Linked DNA regions of Sus scrofa: region 2 is linked to region 1. The links are chromatin contacts, called in public Hi-C maps. All regions are on one chromosome and are shown on one strand. Each heading gives the region's core, a stretch centred on a gene start, on an enhancer-like site or on the middle of the called end of the contact. The rest is flanking DNA. Distances are from core to core; before and after follow the strand shown. Region 1 holds the start of CYFIP2 (cytoplasmic FMR1-interacting protein 2). Region 2 holds the start of MED7 (mediator complex subunit 7).

Region 1 (7,161 bases), core at 2,264-4,763:
TGTGCTTCTCCAAAGCATTTCCTGGCTGAAGCCCTTGCAGACATCACATCTCAGCATGCTTTCCCTTGGTTACCTTTGGCAGGTAAACCTGGGGCCAGGTTTCTTGGTCACAAAGACCAACTCCACTGGGAAAAGCACATCCAGGAAAGCACTGGAGGCAGAGGGTTGGTAAGAACTCTGGGTTGGCTAAACCTCCTTCCCCCAAACTGGGGCACATCCAGGAACTCCTGTGCCTCCTCACCCTCAGCAATGAAGACTTACACCAGCCAACTCACAGGCATGCTGTTCCTGGACACAGACACCAGCAATGAGGCATCTGCTGGGCGACCAGGGTGGAACCTTCACTGTGGGAGGCCCTCTAAGGCCATGAAATCCTTTAGCAGAGTCAACAACACACACACACACACACAAAGAATCTGTCTTCTTAAATTGACACACAATATACAAGGTGACATGAGCCACATTCTTCATGATTATGTAATTAATGCATTATAACAATAAACACATAAATATAATAGTACACACTATGTGCTAGGCACTTTGCGGCATCCCTTATTTAATAAGAGCATCCTTCCCCACCACTGATGGCACAGGTGTCTCTGCTCAAGGTAACTGCATGCTCCGCCCCCCCTTGCCCCATCTCCACGACTAATGCAGGATCCATCCTCTGGACCCTAGACTTGGCTTTGCTCCTCAGGACAATAAGACCCGAGGCCTTTTACAAAGGCTCCAGTGAGGGGACTGCTGTCTGGTTTCGTCAACTACAAGTGAATAATTAATACATGCCAGTAAAGAAATAGACTCATTGTTATGGTGGCCACATGGAGGCTATAAAAGGCCATTTTGCGCAGCTCTGGGCGGAACCCTGGGACCAACAGTGGCCAAGAGAAACCTCTTTGAGAGTATAGGCTGATCCTCAAATGTGGGGACTGGAGCTCTCGGCACTATTTTCCAGGAGTGCTGTTCCCAATGCTAATTAGCTGTTGCCTATTCATCACCTAATTCGCCTTGCCACTCAGTGACAGCAGCAGAGGCCCACTGCATGCCCGAGAGGGCACAATATTTCAGATAGGACATGTACTATTCCCCCAAGATCCTTTTCCAGTCTTTAAATTCTTGTCTACTTTCTTCTCTGCGCCAGACTCTGATTGGCTTTGAGTAAAACTCTCCTATCCTGGTGGACTTCATATCCCACTCTCGGTCTAATGCCTACAAGTTTTTCCTTTTCCATTTCCAGCAGGTACTGAACAAGGCAGGCCTGGGTGCCTACAGAACCAGTCAGAACTGGCCAGGAAATATAATAAAGAAGCTTAGTGAACAGCACGCTAATGCCCCCAGCCAGAGGCTCAGCCTGCAGAACTAGCCAGGGGAACTGGCTTTGAGAGCAACAACACACTCTTCTTGTGGCCTAGTAGCTGCTCTGGCAGATGGCAGCCAGTGTCAACAAGTAACTCTCTATAGGTTTCACCTCTTCCAAATAGACACTGAGTGCTCAACAATGCCTTCTAGTGACAGTAACCCCTGACCAGTTACACACACACACACAGACACACACACTACTCCTATGGTATTTCTGCCCTTAAGGCCAAAGCTGCCCTTGCAGCAAGCAAACAGCACTGACAGCTGCTAAAAGCTGTCATTTCAGTGAGCTGTTCCCCAAAATTGCGACCCAGTTCCCCACTCCCACTTCCAGCCCACTGCCTGAAATTCCACCGTTAGAGATATGAAATATTATTTACTAAAAGCTTTGTTTCCCATTAAAATGCCTCTAAGCCTCTGTTTCCTTTCTGGTCAAATGACTTCTAAAGCACCTGCTCTGCGTCTAATGGGAAATTTGTTTGTATTTGGCTCTTTGAGGATAAATGCCTTCACTGGCTCCTTTCTTGAAAACAATTTCTGGCACAGGAGAATAGGGTGGGGGTGGGGGTGGGGGTGGAGCACAGGGCACTGTGTGGAAGCAGAGGTGAGCGGTCTCAGGAGGGATCGCAGAGAAGCTCTGATGGAGAAAACAACTTTCAAGGCCTTCACCACCCTGTCCAGGGATATGGACCTAGATTTTTGCCCTCCAGCAGCTATAATCTTCACAGCTGCCAGCATGGCTTGCAACAGCGCCTGTGCCCAAGAGTAAGGTAAGATCGACGGCCTCCCCACACCCCTCCTTTTCCCCCCTACCCACCCCCGTGCGCAAAAGTGACAGAGTCAGGAGGTGGGAAGGGAGAGGTGGGAACCAGCACTCTCCTGATTGCCCCTCATGCCTGCAGGGCTACCCCAGCCTTTCTGACCATGCCTCGAAGGCACAAGTGCCCAGAAGCCCACAGGAAAATAACCTTGTCCCTTTCTGGGCCCCGCTGTAAGGGGAGCTGAAGGCCCATCCATCAGTCCTTGGTGAGTCGCACTGCTATGGTGGGGAAACTAGACAGGCAGAGGTCAAAGTCAGATTCCCTGGGCTGAGCAGGGTACCTGGGCAGTCTCGGTGTCCTTCTCTGTCAGGTTTTCCAGACAGAACCTACTCCAGACCATGCTTCCCGCCCCCACCCCCACTGCCACACGGAGAACTGCCCTTGTATACCTTTTCAGATGATGCATACCCCTGGAGGGAGGCGGCTGTCCTGCAACGCAGAAGCCACTACAGAGCTAAATAAAACCCAACCTTTCCCCCAGGAATCAGACCACTCTTTCCCTTCCCCCCACCTCCTCCCCGCCCCCAGCCAGCCAGAGGGAGAGGATGCTAGGCCAGAAGGCTTCAAAGCGGGTCAGGCCTGCCTCCTCGCTCATTAAAGCCCCCCACCCCGAAACAACGCTGCGGAGACCCCTGCTCCACCCATCTCACGTTCACTACAGGGCGCGCTGCGTCCAAGGCGGCTGCCAGGCGGGCCCAGGCGGCTCTAGCTGGCCCTGGGGGAGGTGATGGTAGCTACAGCGGCAGAGGCGGCAGCAGAGGCGGTGGCCGGCGCTCTGCGGTACCTGGGCGCCGGGAGGTCGCCACCGCCGGCCTCGCGGCCGCTGCAGGTGCTTCAGATGCTCGACAGGAGCGCCGCTTCCTCCCAGGCGGGTGGCTTCGGCCCAGGCCGCGCACCTGCTGCTGCTGCCACCGCCACCGCGCCTCAGCTTCTCCATGCGTCGGTGCCTCCCCGAAGGCGGTCCGCGCCTCAGGCACTAGGGTGGGCCAAAGGGGGCAGCGGGCTGTGCTGGGCCCGAGGCCCGGCCTCTGGGAGCTTCTTGGGGCCCCCAGGCCGGGCTAGCCCGGCCGCCGCGCCGAGCACCCCCACGGCGCTGGGAGAAGGGGTGCGAGCCCCTCGCGCATCTCTACGGCTGCGTCGACATCCCCAGCAGCATCCCGGTCTCCACGCCGGCCCCGAGGCCTGCGAGCGCCGCTTACCTGGGTCTGCAGCAGGTCTAGGGGAGCTGCCCGAGGATACGGCGGGGGCCCCGCGCCGGGGCGCAGGATGCTCTGCCTGGCCCGGCTCGGCGGCCGCCGCGCTTGGGCCCGCCCTCGGCCCCGCCCCTCCATCCGCTGCGGCTCCTCCTCCGTTCCCCGCACCCCGCCCCTTCGCCGCCGCGCCTGTCACACAAAGAGCAGGAAATGGCTGCGGCCAGGGGCTCTGGGTGCGTCCCTCAGCGCGGCTGGCGCATCCCAGACCTGCACCCGGACCTCTCGCCCCAGGAGAGCCAGCTACATCGCTTAGGGAGGATTTTCCCGGGCCCCTCAGACCCAGGAACCACACCTGCAGCTTGTGGGAGGACTGATCCTTTGGGCTCCATTAGGATCTCATTGATCTCACATGATTTCCAAATGCATATTTTTCGAGCACTTCTTTCGTTCCAAGCACCGTGCCAGGAGCTGAGTATGCACTGGGGTATGCAAAAGACAGAGTCTCTGCCCTTCTGGAGCTTATCATCTATCAGGAGATACATGGCATAAATTAACTTGGCAAATGTCCAGTTTCAGCTAAAAGACCGTTTTGTGGAAAAAAAAAAAAAAAGAAAAAAAGAAACAGGGTGAAATGGTAGAAAATAAACCTGAGAGTTGGGGAGAGGGCTTCTGCCAATGGAGTCTGATCCCAAATGCTGCTCCTCTGTTCAAGAATACCTACTGGTTCTCTCTTTCACTTCCTTGGTGTGGAATCCCTGAAGCTGCCATCTCTTAAGCAGAGGCCTGCCTCAACTTCATTCAGGAAGAATTAATTGCCTAATGGACAAAAAGGCAAATCCATGATGACGGAAATTAGAGAAGGAATTGAGAGGACAGGCACTTTTCTCTTCAAGACTTATTTGCCATTTAGGGCCCTCCAAAGAAATGGTTCACATTGAAATGCATCCTGGCGGGGCCTCAAACCAGGTGGAAGTCAGACAACACCTAATTCCAACCTTGGGACCCCTGAGCAAGTCACTTCACCACTCTGTTCCTGAGATGCCACCACATCTAAAATGTGGGGAATAATCGTTGCCTTTCCTACTTCACAAGGTAAATGATTTGAAATCATTTGAGATGTTTTAAAGTTAGGGGGTAAAGTCTTGCTACAAGGGAACTTTCCTGAAATATATCTGAGGGGCTTGCAAATGTAAAGTTCATCACTCAGCTCTTCCTATCAAGGGTTATTTATAGAGGAGCCACATTACTCAACACTCAGCAAAGGACTTGTATAAGTCTTTGTCCTCGCTGATCTCACATCCTTTCCCGAGTGCTCAGGATTCATGATCCTTTGTGGTTTGATGTTACATCACTCATTCTAATTTAAATCTCTATTTCAGAAAGGATGACTTATGTATACATATACATTTCTGTCCCTGATGCCATGTGAGAAAGCTGTGGGGGTGTTTGTGGAGGATGGCTTTAAAAAGAGAACTGAGGTTTCCTTTTTTGTGTGTGTCTTTTTAGGGCCCCACCCATGACATGTGAAAGTTCCCAAGCTAGGGGTCAAATCAGAGATGTAGCTGCAGGTCTATGCTACAGCCACAGCAACTCCATATCCAAGCTGCATCTGCAACCTACACCACAGCTCATGGCAATGCTGGATCCTTAACACACTGAGTAAGGCCAGGGATCAAACCCACATGCTCATGGATACTAGTTGGGTTTGTTACTGCTGAACCGCAGCAAGATCCTCCCCCCCCCTTTTTTTTTTTTTTAATTTTTCAACTGTGATCCTTGGGATTTGGGGTGTCAGTGATTACAAGTATTTAACAATGAGAGATTGGATTTTCATTCTAAATGGCATATTATTTCAGATGTTGTAGATTTATGGAAGATGTATTTCTCCCTGTGGCTCCTTCCTTGTCTTTTCACTTTGCAGGAATGTGTTGCTTAAAAAGAACAACAACAGGGAGTTCCTGTTGTGGCTCAATGGTTAACAAATCGGACTAGGAACCATGAGGTTGCGGGTTTGATCCCCGGCCTCGCTCAGCGGGTTAAGGATCCGGTTTTTCCATAAGCTGTGGTGTAGGTCGCAGATGCGGCTCAGATCCTGCGTTGCTGTGCCTGTGGCATAGGCTGGCAGCTTCAGCTCCAATTAGACCCCTAGCCTGGAAACCTCCATATGCCGCAGGATCGGCCCTAGAAAAGGCAAAAAGACAAACAACAACAAAAAGAGACAGTTATGTATATACTGGGTTAGATCTTAGGCAAAAATAATTCACTGCCCCCTTGAATTGTTTGGTTATAAGAGGAAGTAATACGGTCTTGTTGAAACTACTGTGTTAGAAATCTAGAGGTTCGCCTTTTGGTCCGGGTTTTGCAACCAAGTGATGTTAGACAAGTCATTTCACCTCTCTTTCTCCATCTATAAAGGGAAGTAGGTTGGATATACTCAAAGGTCCCTCTGTGGGTAGAAAATTGCATGAGTGAAAACAAAAGACTTGTCCCCGCCATGCTTAATGCCTTTTGCTAACTCCTCACCGCTCTCAGGATGGAGCCAGAACTCCTTACCATGGCTTACAAGGGTCTCCATGATCTGACATCTGCCTCTTCAGTCTCTTCTGCTTCGAGAAAACTCACTGTGCTTCATCTAGGAGTCTTTCATTCCCCAAACTTACTGGGTTCTCTCTTGCACGTGGCCCTGGCACAAGCTGGGCTTTTTTGCTTGGAGTGATCGCTCTTCCTTTCCCTGTCCCTTCCAGACCTTCCCCCCAACAATACTGCCTAACTTCTATTCATCCTTCTGGGATCTGCATAGTTGTCACTGCCTCCATGACCTGTCCATGTTGGGGTTGGGTTAGGGTAGGCTGTCCTTGCATCCATAGCTCCCTGGGCTTCCTCTACCCTACCACTTGTTATGCTGTCTTGTAATTGTTGACACACTTAACCTGCATACCACCATTCAAGCATAAAATCTAAGAGAGCAGAGATGTGTCTTGTTCCCCATTACATTCTCAGAGCCTAGCACATGAGAGGTGTTCTATTATGTGAAATAATACAATTAATCGTAAAAGTGGGTTGAATAAAAATCAAAAGCAAAAGCTTGGTTTACACATTGCCATTCAAATTTGAAGTCATCTGTGTGCTGCTTAGATATCCTTCCTATCCAGCCCCAGGCTGCCCCTTCACCAAGGAGAGGATCATAGCTATCAGGCGAGAATTGCTTTGCCACCTACAAAGCTGTGGGCCACGTGTTATGGTTCCGTATGTGGCAACATTGCCTTGTTTTTAGAAAAGCCCAAAATCAATCACAAAATCTAAGGTTCCATTTAAAATCCATTGGCAGACCCTGCTTCATAGAAACCAAGAGTGGAGCATCTGGAATGGGCATAAGAATTGGTTATGGAGAGAGAAAACATAAGTATTAATATTAATAATGATGGCTAACATTTACCTACTGCACTCTTAGCTAATATTCAAAATTATCCTCTGAGTAAACTATCATTGTTAGCCCCATTTTATAACTGAGGAAACTGAGGCAGGTGAAATAACTCACCCAAGGTCAGGAAACCAAAACTCATGATTTTAACCTTTAGCCAAAATTATATATAGCCTCATTTCCCCCCCTCCTAAACCAAATCCATATTTTCATGAGTATGCCATTCTATTCCAAAAATGCATTTAATGCAAGGTATGGAGATACATTATATTTAAATGTTTTTTTAGGGTGTTCCTGTTGTGGTGCAGCAGAAACAAATTCGACTAGTATCCATGAGGATGCAGGTCAATCCCTGGCCTCACTCAGT
Region 2 (6,720 bases), core at 3,927-6,426, 110 kb after region 1:
TAGGGAAATGCAAATTAAAACCACTAATAGCTACCGGAATTGAAAATGGAAAAATATCAAGGGCAGATGAGGATGCAGAGTAATTGTACATGTAACAGTTTGCTGGTGGAAGTGAAAAATGATAGAGCCTCTTCAGAAAACTACTTGGCACTTTCTTGTATGGTTAGACATATATCTATTAGAAGGCCTTGCAATCCCATTTCTATGTAGTTTCTCAAAAGAAATGAAAACATTATGTCCATACAAAGACATGTATGTGAATATTTATAGGACTGAACATAACCCATATGTCCATCAACTGGTGAAAAAAATAAATGAAGGATGGGACATACATACAATAGAATACTCCTTTCCTATAAAAAAAAAAGAAAAACCTGTCGATACATACAACATTGCTGATAGACCTCAAAATTTGATGCAACATGAAAGAATACAGACACTAGGAGTTCCCGTCGTGGCGCAGTGGTTAACGAATCCGACTAGGAACCATGAGGTTGCGGGTTCGATCCCTGCCCTTGCTCAGTGGGTTAACGATCCGGCGTTGCCGTGCGCTGTGGTGTAGGTTGCAGACGCGGCTCGGATCCTGCGTTGCTGTGCCTCTGGCGTAGGCCGGTGGCTACAGCTCCGATTGGACCCCTAGCCTGGGAACCTCCATATGCTGCGGGAGCGGCCCAAGAAATAGCAACAACAACAACAAAAGACAAAAAAAAGAATACAGACACTAAAGTCTACATACTGCATGATTCCATTTCTATGCCATTCTGGAAAATGCAAAACTATAGGAACAGAAATCAAATCAGTGGTTACTAGGGCCTGGGGTGAGGGAGGGGACTGAATATGAAGAGGAAAGGAATTGCTTGGAGTAATGGCAGTATTCTGTACCCTAATTCTGGTGGTGGTAGTATTTATATGACAGTATATACTAATCAGAACTCATTGAACTGTTCATCTATAAGTTAATTTTACTGTTATGTGAATTACACCTCATTAAACCTAACCTTAAAAAAAAAACCAATAGGATAGAGAAAAGATGTGAAAATTTCTGTTTGCCACCTAGGTCTGAATGATAAAAATGATGTTCTTTATAATGTGCCAAGCTCCTACAACAGGCACGATGCTAGTTACTCCTGTCTGTTACTGCCCCTGCATCTCTTCCCACTCTCCCTTTGCTCCTTAGATGTGGACTACACAGGCTCCCTTCCTGTCTCTCTAACTCAGAAAGATTATGGCAGCCTCAGGTTCTTTGCACTTAGGTTTCTCCAGGATATTTGCACAGTTGACTCCTTCTCATCACTCATGTCTTAGCTCTAAAGCTACCTCCTAGCAGAGGTGCTACCCTGATCACCTTTTAGAAATTAGCCATACCCTAACCTGCATAGCTATCACATTATTTTGTATTATTTTTTCCCCATAGCCCTTATCACTGTCTGAAATTCTTACTTGCTTGCATGTTGTTGTCTGTGTCTCTCCATTAGAAGACAAGCCTTTTTTCAGTTATTTTTATTTTCTAGAACAGTACTTGGCACAGGAGATGCAATAAAGATTTGTTGAATGGATGTAGTCCTTGTGAAGTTATACAAGGCATCTTTAAGGAATAAACTTTATATTCAGATTTTGAAAGTAGAGCCACATAAGCAAACATTTATTATATACCGTATTTTCACTAGTCCCCCTCATGATTTGAATTTCATACCATTATTCACTTGCAAAGAACACTAGACTTAGAGTCAAGAGTCCCAGATTCTAACCTCGATCTTGCCACTAACCAAGACACTGCACCTTTGGGTCCAGAATTCCATTTCTAGAAATTTATTTCAAGGAAAATATTGAACACATACAGAAACATATACACACCAGGAACCAGGATGCTCATCCGGTGTATTTACAGTGGCAAAAGTTGGGATGAAGACAATTTCACACAATGGGGCTTGGGCTAAATAGACCCTGGTTTATCCATCAATGTCACACTGTGAATTCACGTGAAATTTTATATTCATTTTATTACTTATTCAACAGATGTTCATTTTGTCACTTATGATTATCTACTATTCTGTTATTGATTATATTCATTTTGTAACTTATTCAATAGATGTTCATTTGGCACTTCCCAATTGTAGGTACTAAGTGCTAAGGATGCAGCAGTGAATAAAATGAACACTCTATGCTCATAAATTTATTTTGATGGCGAAGAAAGACAATAAAAAGAAATTTATACATTATATAATATGATATCAGGTGATATCAGTTCTATGAAGGAAAGATAATGCACAGTAAGGGGATTGGGATATTCCCCAAGAGAATGATTGGAGCATGCTACTTTATATAGAGTGACCAGGGAAGACCCCTCTAAGGTCATATTTGACCAGAGACCTGCATGAAGTGAGGAAGTGAAGCATGTGAATATCTTTGGAGAGAGAATTCCAGGCAAATGCAATGGCCCTAAAGCAGAAGTATGCTTGACAATTTTGAGAGAAAGAAATTCTGTAGCTAGAAAAATGTGAGCATGGAAAAAAATGGTAAGAAATGTTATCAGAGAGGTAGACAAGGACTAGATTTTGTGGCACCTTATATAGGTCATGGTGAGGATAGCAGATTTTGTTGTGTGATAGAAAATCTTGGAGAACTCTGAATAGAGTGGTCAGATCTATCTTGTATTTTAAGATAGTGTGGTAAGTAGGCTAAGGAAGGATAGACAAAAGTGATAGCAAGGAAGCTATGTAGGAGGCTATTTCAGAAGTCCAGGGGAAATGGTGGTGGCATGAATGAGGACCCAGGCAGTGGGGTTGGTGAAAATGAATTCTATTTGGGACTTGTACTTATTTCCACATAGAACTAATACAAAAGGCTGGTGTGGTAGTGGGGAGTATGGGAGAAAGAGGAGTAAAAGATGAATATTTGGATTTGAGCCTTTGCAATTGAGTCAAGTTGCAACTGAGTGAAGATGTGTAATACTTTTGAATAAAAGGGTCTGAGTGCAAAAGAGAGGATGTTGCCTCTTCCTGGATATCACCTGCGTAGCATCACCTAGAGAATATCCCGCTAAGAACTGAGAACTGAGTCCTGGGGCAATTCGAATGATTGAATGTGCCAAAGGCTGCTGAGAGTAGAATAAAATGAGGACTAAGAATGCCCATTGGAGGGAGATCCCTTGTGGTACAAAGGGTTAAGGATCTGGTGTTCTCACTCCAGCCTCTCAGGTTGCTGCTGTGCTGCAGTTTTGATTCTGGTCCAGGAACTTCCACACAAAAAACAAACAAACAAACAAAAACAAAAACAAAAACAAAACCCTTAGAGGACACCATGTAGGTCACGTTGGTCTCAGGGAAGGGAGAAAAGCCTGAATGGAGTACGATCAAAAGTGAACATGTTTCAGAGTTCCTGCTGTGGCTCAGCGGTTAACGAATCCGACTAGGAACCATGAGGTTGCGGGTTCGGTCCCTGCCCTTGCTCAGTGGGTTAAGGATCCAGCGTTGCCGTGAGCTGTGGTGTAGGTTGCAGACGCAGCTCGGATCCCAAGTTGTTGTGGCTGTGGCATAGGCCAGCAGCTGTAGCTCTCATTCAGCCCCTAGCCTGTGAACCTCCATGTGCCACAAGTGTGGCCCTAAAAAGTCAAAAAGCCAAAAAACGAAAACAAAAAAAAAGTGAACATATTTCTTCAACAAATAAATTGATGTGTGTGGGGGGGGGGACTGAAATGGAGGAAGGAAACTATAGATTAAAAGATAATAGAAAGAGGAGTTCCCATTGTGGCTCAGCAGTTAATGAACCTGACTAGCATCTGTGAGGATGAAAGTTTGATCCCTGATCTTGCCCAGTGGGTTAAGGATCCAGCTTTGCCCTGAGCTCTGGTGTAGTTCACAGACGTGGCTTGGATCTTGCATTGCTGTGGCTGTGGTCTAGGTCAGCAGCTACAGTTCCAATTAGACCCCTAGCCTGGGAACCTCCATATGCCCTGGAGTGTGGCCCTAAAAAGCCAAAAAAAAAAAAAAAAAAAAAAAGATAATAAAAAGATACATCAGCTAGTCACAAAAGACTTCATTGCATCTTCAGACATTTGGTATTTTCATACTGATTTCATTGATGAAACTAAATCAAGTTATTAACTTATTTTTAAATGAGACAGTGGTTCTGTGGTTCAATGAAAACAACAATAAAACCCCCAAACAAGTCTTTATCTTTCAGAAATGCATACTGAACTGAAATAATGTCTATAGGTAGATAATTATTGAAATTGAAAGTAGAGACTATTCTCTACTTCTATATATGTTTGGAACGCTTCATAGTAAGTTTTAAAAACTGGAATAAAAAAATCTTTTTTTTTTTTTTTTTTTTTTTTTTGTCTTTCTGTCTTTTTAGGGCTGCACCCACTGCATATGGAGGTTTCCAGGCTAGGAGTCCAATTGGAGCTGTAGCTGCCAGCGTAAGCCAGGGCCACAGCAAGGCGGGATCCGAGCCGTGTCTTGGTAGCATGCTTTTTTGTAAGATTCCCACAAATTTAGAAATGTGTAGCACTTCTTGAAAGTCGCCTCCAGAAGAAACTCTTACATATCGTTTTGTTTTATGCTTGTTAATTTGTTGCCTGGAAATGTAACAGAATCTGAATACGTGAATAAAACTGAATGGACGGTGAAGAAATATAAATTAAGAATATGTTGCTTCCCAACCATTTTCACACATATTTCGAGATTAAGATTTCCATGTTCCAAATTATTTCCAGCATGTGGAGTCCAATCTCATTTCTTAAGGTTATTTTTAAAATTATTTATTTATGTATTTATTTAAATGTTGTTTTTGACAGTGGGGTAACATTTTTTTAAATGTAACGTTTAAAAATAGCTGCTTGTCTCTATTTTTTAAAGTTTATGTAAGGCATATGGATGCTTTAATTTTAAGCGTTAAAAAAAAACAGCAAAAAAAGAAACGACGCTACCACGTGCCACTGCTACTGATAGAAAAAGCACAAGAAAAGACTCCAACACCCCAAACCCTGCGGCTGCCGCCAAATCGCGGAAAGAGCGGGGAGAGAGGAGGTTATGCGCAGGCGCAATAGCGAGCCATCGGTCTGAGGCGGGACTAGAGCCTGGGTTAAAGGACAGCTCTTTCCGCCAGTCAAGAGACAGCACCAGTAGCTTCTTCCGGGAAGAGGAGGCCGGAAGTTGGACTTCGGCTGTGGTGGCGAAGGCGGTTACCAGTGTAAACCCAGTACCGAGGTGAGTGGGCGGCGACGACTTGGGGCTCGGTTCCGTCCGCTGCATTTCTCCTTCCGGACCCCGCCGCTTCCTCCCGGCGGGCTGGGAGTGGTGGGAGGCTTGGCGCATAGTGTGCTCGCCCACCTTCCTCTCCCGCGCCCTTCGGGGAGCGCGGCCTCCCCGACCCCCGCGGAGCCGCCGGGTAGAGCGCCTGGAGGAAGGTGCTCTCCGCGCAGTGGGCTGCGGGCTGCTTCCGAGTCGGGATCTCGAGCTGCGCCGGAGGTCCGGGGAGCTGAGTTCCAGTCGTGTGCCGCTGGTTTGTGTAGCCTCTGCAAGTCTCTTGGCCCCTCCGGCTTTATGAGATAACCAACCCTCCCTCGGGGATCAGTCCTCTAATCACATGAAATAGTGGGAGGCTGGGAAGGAGGTAGAACTATAGCCTCATCATCAGATCATCCAGAGAGGTTTTGAAGGCAGCTTTTAAGCGTCCCCCTTCACAGTAGAGAAGTGAGCAAAACCTCTGGGACTGGCACCCTGGAATACCTTTCTGTTTTAGTTAAGTCCTCCAAAACGAAACAGACACTGAAAGGTGGATCTTCAATCTGATCACCACCTGTGATGCCTGGCGCTGGTTTTACCAGAGACTTCCATCGCTTTTGACAAGTTCAGCTGAGAGAAGTGATGGAGAGAGAAACATAATTTCTGTAGTATATCAAGTTTTTTTTGTATTGTTAGGCTCTTGGTACTTCACTGATTTGAGAGAGCTTGATGGTGCAACAAAAAGGACCTAGATAAGAATTCCTGCTCTGCCATTTATTAGCTTTTTGATCTGGTTGCAGACACTCCCTCTCAATGAGACAGACTTGTAATTATCAGCTCTAAAATGAAATCGATAGTGGTATTAAACTCACAGAAATATTACGAAGCTTAAGTAAGGGAGGGTATAAAACAGTGATACTGGAGTTCCCGTCGTGGCGCAGCGGAGAGGAATCCGACCTGGAACCATGAGGTTGCGGGTTCGACTCCTGGCCCACTCAGTGGGTTAAGGATTTGGCCTTGTGGTGAGCCGTGGCATTGGCCGCCAGCGGTAGCTCGGAATTGACCCCTAGCCTGCTTCTGAAATTGGGAAACCTGCTTCTAAAATTGAGACGGCCACTCTGAGGGCACCGAGAGGAAGGGGAGTGTTCTGGGAGCCCCAGGTCCGGGATCCAGGGCCCACTGCATGGAAGGTGTTCTGATGTTTGTTGAATGATGGAATAGTTGAAATCTTAATAGTCTGTTAGATGGGAAGGATCCTTTTTAAAATTTGCTTTTAACGGTGCATTAGTCTGAATGTTTTCAAGCTTTTATTCACATTTCCATTTTCTTTGTCATCTTTTGCCTGTTTTTCTATTAATTTTTAAAAATATAGGTTAAAAACAACCACAACTCATTGAATCTTTATTGAGGATTTAGCACCTTCTAGGCATTGCTTGAAATACTGGAGGTACATTTTTGAATAAGACAGACAGTTCCTGAAGTCGTAGTGCTT

What was found. A called contact is a pair of places that touch in the nucleus more often than the background predicts.
Region 2: a contact with region 1 is called in a Hi-C map of brain, with 4 times the contacts expected there. The contact joins the promoter of MED7 here to the promoter of CYFIP2 in region 1. A contact is called at or near these places in 3 of 47 Hi-C or Micro-C datasets (blood, brain and embryonic fibroblasts) and 1 of 2 datasets of contacts at active chromatin or transcription factors (alveolar macrophages).

What each region holds. Positions count from the first base shown.
Region 1 is chr16:65,998,059-66,005,219 of Sscrofa11.1, forward strand. It overlaps CYFIP2 (cytoplasmic FMR1-interacting protein 2), which reads right to left and starts at 3,514. Exons shown (of 31, transcript XM_021076694.1): 1 at 3,380-3,514.
Region 2 is chr16:66,109,666-66,116,385 of Sscrofa11.1, forward strand. MED7 (mediator complex subunit 7) reads left to right here and starts at 5,177. Exons shown (of 2, transcript NM_001044615.1): 1 at 5,177-5,210. The region is part of intron 3 of FAM71B (protein FAM71B); the gene reads left to right.